Regions from separate parts of the Capsicum annuum genome. Here region 2 is linked to region 1. The links are chromatin contacts, called in public Hi-C maps. All regions are on one chromosome and are shown on one strand. Each heading gives the region's core, a stretch centred on a gene start, on an enhancer-like site or on the middle of the called end of the contact. The rest is flanking DNA. Distances are from core to core; before and after follow the strand shown. Region 1 has its middle 22 kb from the start of LOC107839654. Region 2 holds the start of LOC107839655 (topless-related protein 3).

Region 1 (3,319 bases), core at 280-2,779:
CCAACTGATTTAGATTTCATGTGAAATATCTACATACTATAAAATCTTATCGAATGATCAATTGACATGTTATGGAATAGGAATTTAAGATTTAGACCACTTAAATGGTCGTTTTTATAAACTTATGGCTCTAGTGTGGCCTTTCATTTCAAATTGAATGTCACAATCAATTTTGAGGTGATAAGAAAATGACAAGTTTGGTGGTTTTCCTGTTTTTGTTTACCCATAATTACTAAAACATCAATCATCATTGGCCCCAAGAGAAAAGAAGGGCCACATTATTCTGCAAAAGCAAGATTTTAGTACATATGAGCTACTGTTGAACATGTCGCACTTTTTTGGCCATCGTAAAATAGGAATACCAACTTGAACAGAGTGGTAGAAAATATTATGGTAGCTATTAGCTAGTTATATTATGTTCATCGGGTGAAAGTGTAATTCTTTATATTCATCCAACTTTAATCAATTGAATAAATATATATTGGTGAGTAAATTTGAACATAACTTGACTTAACTCGTCCAGGGCTGAAGAATACTTATATGGACTACAACACACATGGACATAGAAGTTATGATTTATTATGCATTCTGCTTTCTTTATATTTTCATGTACTACTTTTAGGGTGATTGATATAAATAGCCAGCCATTCAAAAAAAGAAAAAAGAAAAAAGCAGCGAGCAAATATATAATATAAACATTAGCTAGCGAAAATACATAGTTTTGTTTGAGTGATCAAATGTATAATTATCCCTTCTTACGTTTGTTGAGAACAGATTTAACCCAGTAAATCCAATCCATTGAATTGGAGTTAAAAGCAGCCCAATGGACTTGAAATTTATGAACAATCAGGCATCAGCCCATAGATAAAATAAGGGGCCTATAAATCAAGATGTAGTTACAGCAGTAGAGCACATGTTATAGTCAATTCAACAAATAAACAAAATTCTTGTCTAAATAGAGAGTTGTACATGAACTAATCCAGGCATAATAATATTCATAATGATAAGAGACATCACATGTTTACAAAGTCAATCCTTTGTGCATTAGTACGTACGTAAGCAAGAGAGGAGATAAATAGGCTTATTATCTTAATTTGTGCATCTATCCGTCCGAATATTTACTATTAATATACACACATAAATCAAAATCAAACATCTAACAGAAGAAGATGAAAGAGAGCAAAGGGAACCTAGTGCTGACTAAGGTATGATATATATTTGACACTTACAATTCATACTTTAGGAAATTGACAAACAAATAAGACAACGTAGACAATTCTCACAGACAAACTTCTGACTCATACGTACCCTCACTTGTCCTTATTTATTAGTATGTCATTTTTACAAAAGTGTTCAACGTTGCAGAGTTTTGGAACTTGACTCTGTTGGTATTAATCCTCATCAGCATCAGTCAGCAACATTGTTTACATACGGCAGATTTAGTAACAACCTTAAAATAGGGCCTAGTTTACTTCGACATTGACTCAAGCGTAGGTATACTTCTTGGCCCAATAGAGCCCAGAGGCTTCACCATGTGAAATATGGGATATCATTTCTTCCAGTCCATTAGAGATTATTACTACCATATTTACACTATGTGTTTTGTGAGCCCCCAGAGAAGAGTGAGGGCTTCCAAAAATTGACGGGCAAGCCACACCAAAGTAGGGCGGGCTTACTCGCCTTGAAGAAAGTGTGTTCGTTCTGTGGGTGTCGGCACGATCCACCGGTCTCTATACGATCATTAGCGAATCGCCTCAGCACCCCCGACGGGACGAGTTAACTTCTTTTGGTTGTTAATTTTTCAACTTAAACAAGCAGAAGTCCATACTGCCAATTCTGCTCTTTCCGATGTGGGACATATATGAACTATCCAAAATTCCAAATATTCATCAATCTTCTGTAACAACAACAACAAACATTCATGCGACTATTTTATTCCATCCTTCATGATTAATGTGTACTTCACACCAAACATAAAATAAAGTTAATCCCAACTTATATCTCAAAATTATTTTACTTATCTCATATATCAAACGACTCCATGCTTCTTTGTTATACCCAAAAAGAGAGGTTGAGTATGTTATGAACCAATTGTCCCATATTGAAAAAATAGAGAAATACTAATGGATTTATAGATCAAATGACTTCTTGTACCCATCAACATAGTCTTTTGGGTTGGGCTCTCCCATTTATTTATAACAGGGTAGCACATATATTTGAGTTTATCATCCATTTTAGTTGCATGTTCTCTTCACAACAGTTCGTTTCTACTTTATTCCAAGTTCAACTTGACTAAAAGATTCAATTTGACATTTCTTCTTCGACTATTACTTTTCCTTTTTTGGAAGTTACATGCTGTGTTTCTATACATACTATTGTGATCCATATTCCAATTGGTAACTTAGACGAATGAAATTACTAATGACATGTGTTTTCCTTGGATGATGAATTACAAACCATCAATCTTTCACAAACTATCATTTCCATTCAAAAGGTTATATGTGAATGACGTTTGTTTACAATACATGGGTGTGATGGGATAGTAGAGACATTAAATTCCTCCATGCTAATTGGATGTCTTAATTAAATTTGAACCCTGAATTTTTTATTGGAGAGTATATTGTTACCTTAATATATATTATTACCTTAATAAGTCCTACTCGACACGAATCTAGATTAATGAAATTAATAAAATTCAAAAATAGAGGGTACTTAAAAAAAATACGTTTTTATTATACAATATAATACACACTCTCTCCCTATATACATGATCCAAACATGAGACTAACTGAAACAATCGGATAATAATTTGAAAAATAGAGAAGACTAGTATTACAAAATTCAACTGACTTATAAAACTAGAAAAGAAATTAGCAATAGAACAGTAACAAAGCTTACTTCTTTTCACAACTCCACTATCCTGCTGTGTGTGTCCACGTTGACTGGTGATGTGTCTGCCAAGTAAGCTTGTTGTCGCACAACACTAATACAGTAAATTAAATTAGTTTTTGTTTTTATTTGTTTTAACTTAACGTGTGTATATGTAAGTATTATTATCCTTTTTTATCTTTAAATGTCATTTATATACCAAATTAAATAACAATATCTATTATTGATGTATTTTTTTTATAGAATATATAAGACTAATACAAATAAATTAAATTTATTTTTCGTTTTTCTTTGACTTTCCTTAATGTGTGTATAATATGTATCGTTATCCTTTCCTTTAAATATCACCTAAAGACCAGATCAAATAGCATCTATTATTGAGATATTTTATATAATAGATGTGGCTAGTACAAATAAATTAAATTTATTC
Region 2 (3,319 bases), core at 385-2,884, 37 kb before region 1:
TTTCAAATCACTCACAAGAATCTCAACTGCCTTTGCCTTGTCTTGCCTGAAATAACAAAACGTCACACAGAAGAAAAAAAGTTCAAACCAGAAACCTACTACAGGAATGTATCTACAGCATTGTAAAGTAACAATGTGGACATACTTATCAAGAGCTTCAAGATATTTCTGCTTTCTTATCTCGAAAAATATTTTCATGGAGTATCTGTTGTCATCAACTTTAGTAAATCCAGAGAGGTACTTCTCAACTTCATCCCATTCACCTGCATGTACTTTCTCTTCAAAGTACTTCATATTGAAGAAAAATCCTGATTCTTGCTCTAGCCTGCGAACAAAATGATACATTTTTTCGAGAGGTTAATCATTTTCAAGCACAGAAATTCATATAAACACATATTTGCTTACATTTACAATAAACTCTGATAATTGATGTCAACCATAAACAAAAAAGAAAGCGTTGGACACCCTCAATTGCACTTATACAAGCAAAAATTTCATTCCACACGAACTGATTAAATGATGTCAATTAAAAAAAAGGAAAGCTTTCACTTTTTTCACACTTAAAAATTTATTTCAACCTCAAAAACAAGATGTTGAAACACTATTGCATTTGCAAATGATGCGAGAAAAAAGTTAACATTTTTAACAAGATATACTGATGCCAGAAAGTTTTCATTCCGCAAATTAATCTCTTACCAACTTTTAAACTCATCTTTTAATACCTTCACACATTCATAAAAGCACTAAATAAATAACAACAAATAATTAAAAATTGGTCATTTTTTCTTTACAGATTACTACTACTATCACTTATCAAGGCACATTAAATGTATATCATTAAACTCTGCACCAGAATTTACAACAATTAAAAAACGAAAACCAAAAAGGAAAAAGAAAGGGAAAAAGCAAAGATATAAAAAGCACAGCAAAACAGCTTACATCAAGTGGTTTTTCTTGCCCTTTTCAGATAAATTACCAGAACAACCCCAAAACTAAACCCATAACTTATTTCTTTGGTTTTCACCTTCAACAAAAAAAGGTCTTCACTTTCAACAACCAAGTAAAAATAGTACCACTCACAAACAACCTGACAATAAAATCCCCCCCCCCCCCCCCCCCCCCAACCCAAAAAAAAAAAAACACATATAGATGTGTGTTTGTGTGTGAGAGAGAAAAAGCAACACAAAAAAATAACAAAAATAAAAACTTAAAAAAAAAAAAAAGAGCATACTTGTGAACGGATTCTTTAAACTTCTCCTCTTCCAGAAACTGTAGTATCAGAAAAACCAATTCCCGGCTTAAAGATGACATTTCTCTACACTTGACCACAAAAAACGCGAATCGAACAACGGTCGATTTCACGACTCAACAGATCTAACCCCTAGATATCGACACGCGCTAATATTTCTAGGGTTTCAGCTCCTCCTCAAGCAAAAAATCAATAAAAAAAATCAGTGCTTTTACGGGAAGACAGGAATTATATATGTAGAGAGAGAAAGAGAGAAGGAATAGTTATGTAGAGAGAGAAAGGGAAAAGGGGGAGGGATGGGGTCTATTTGTAGTGCAAGGGAGAAAGAGAAGAGTAAAGAAGATGGAAAATGAGGTGGGTGGGGGAGGACTTGGTCTCGCTATCTTCGATGCGTTTAGCAGTAGCCTATCTGTTTTATACTCACCTATCACTGATAAGCTTATGTACTTATCCATTTCGTGGATAAGTTGGTTCTGATAAGTTTGTGTACTTATCGTGGGAAGTGAAGTGGCTTATTGATAAGTAGGATGTGACTGGACTTGCGGATTTGAAATGGGGAATTCAAATGGAGTTGAATATTCAGTTTGAATTACGATTTCCCGTCGTGGGTTACGTGTGCTATTTGATGAGAATGGTACTCTCTGGTTTCGGCGGCATTTAATTTAATCGTCTAATTTATCGCGATATTTTGGTTTCTCGTACTGTCTGTCTCACACAACACCTCTTTTGTGGAATGGAGAATTAATTTTTGTCATGTCAGAAGAAAAAAAAGTTTGTTTTTAAGATGAATGAATTCAGTCGAACAGCGCGTGCCCACGCGCTTGCTGAGATAAGGTGGGTCCTTCTGATTTTTTGTCTCACTTAAAGATGTGGTTCCTTCTAGTAGTTAGGCGCGTGATCTTCAGAAAGGCTTTTTAGACTTCTTTTTTCGTTTTTTGCTTTTTTTAAAAAAAAAAAAAAAACATATATACTACTCTATTATTTTAAGAAAATAGAAAATAATTGTTGCACTATCTAAACAATTAAGGATACTAAAATAAGTAGGATATCTATCGCTCGGATCACTTAATAATGGAATGAAAATAAAAAAGAATTCTACTAATTAGGCATGCAATATCTAAAATGTTTTTTAGTTTAATTAAGATGTTATTTTCAGAAACGAAAAATATTTTTGTTGTCCTCTTCAGATTTAAGTTGAAGAGAATATACTGAAGTAGGATATATATTGCCTAATTAATTCGATAATGGAATGAAAATAAATTGCATTGACCAGATCTATATAATTTAGATGAGACTTGACTAGCATAAAAAAAGAACGAACAATACCCATGAAAATATTCGAAGTTTGATCGCATTATCAGTGGAGCATATTGAACTTTGTGAGGGTCCTATTACTCCCAGACTTTTTTTTTCATATTTTAATAGTATATATCTGTCACTTGGAACATTGTGTGTTAGTCACACGCATTGAGTGCGTGAACAGTGCTAAAAATATTTTAAACTCTTTTTTTCTTTTGCCAAACAACTCCTTAGTTTTATAATTATTTAAAGTTTTATATTTTTATTTATTTAAAAAAATTTATTCTTTTTCTTCTTTCTTCTTGAGTTTCAGTTTCTTCTTCCTCTTTGTTGCAGTTCATTTAGTTCCGTTTCAGTTTCCATTCTTGAAGATTCCGTCATCGAAACTGGAAACTTAATGGAAGAAAGTTTGGGGTTTTGAGTTTAAGAAATTTTTGTTGAAGAAAGTTTTCAAGAAATTTGAGTTGGAATGGACTTGAAATTTGAAACTCAATGGAAGATTCAATTGAGTTGGCGTAATTTGAAAATAGAATTTGAAAACTTTTGCGGACCCGGATGGAGAAAATTAATGGAAGATTTCATTCAATTATTGAAAATTCAATGTATGCTTTTTTATACATAAACTGAAATTCAAGTGAATTCATATATATTCAATGTGCAAGAAATTTTTTGATTAAACTCAATGAAATTCAAAGTTTGAAACTAGAAATTGAATTTGGAAACTTGTGTGATAAGAATGGATTTGAAATTTGAAATTGACTCAATAAAATT

Evidence for each region. A called contact is a pair of places that touch in the nucleus more often than the background predicts.
Region 2: a Hi-C map of leaf shows a contact between it and region 1, with 2.4 times the contacts expected there. The contact joins the promoter of LOC107839655 here to the enhancer-like site in region 1. A contact is called at or near these places in 3 of 5 Hi-C or Micro-C datasets (bud, leaf and placenta).

Annotation. Positions count from the first base shown.
Region 1 is chr8:154,740,936-154,744,254 of UCD10Xv1.1, reverse strand. No RefSeq gene overlaps it. Among protein-coding and RNA genes, the nearest start is that of LOC107839654, 22 kb to the right of the region's middle. Within about 2 kb of position 1,529, at least 4 of the 5 cell types and tissues checked have an H3K27ac peak or open chromatin away from gene starts, as enhancers often do. A contact at or near this core is called in bud and leaf, where this site is marked.
Region 2 is chr8:154,778,389-154,781,707 of UCD10Xv1.1, reverse strand. It overlaps LOC107839655 (topless-related protein 3), which reads right to left and starts at 1,634. Exons shown (of 25, transcript XM_016683232.2): 1 at 1,232-1,634; 2 at 146-325; 3 at 1-46. The coding sequence starts at 1,311.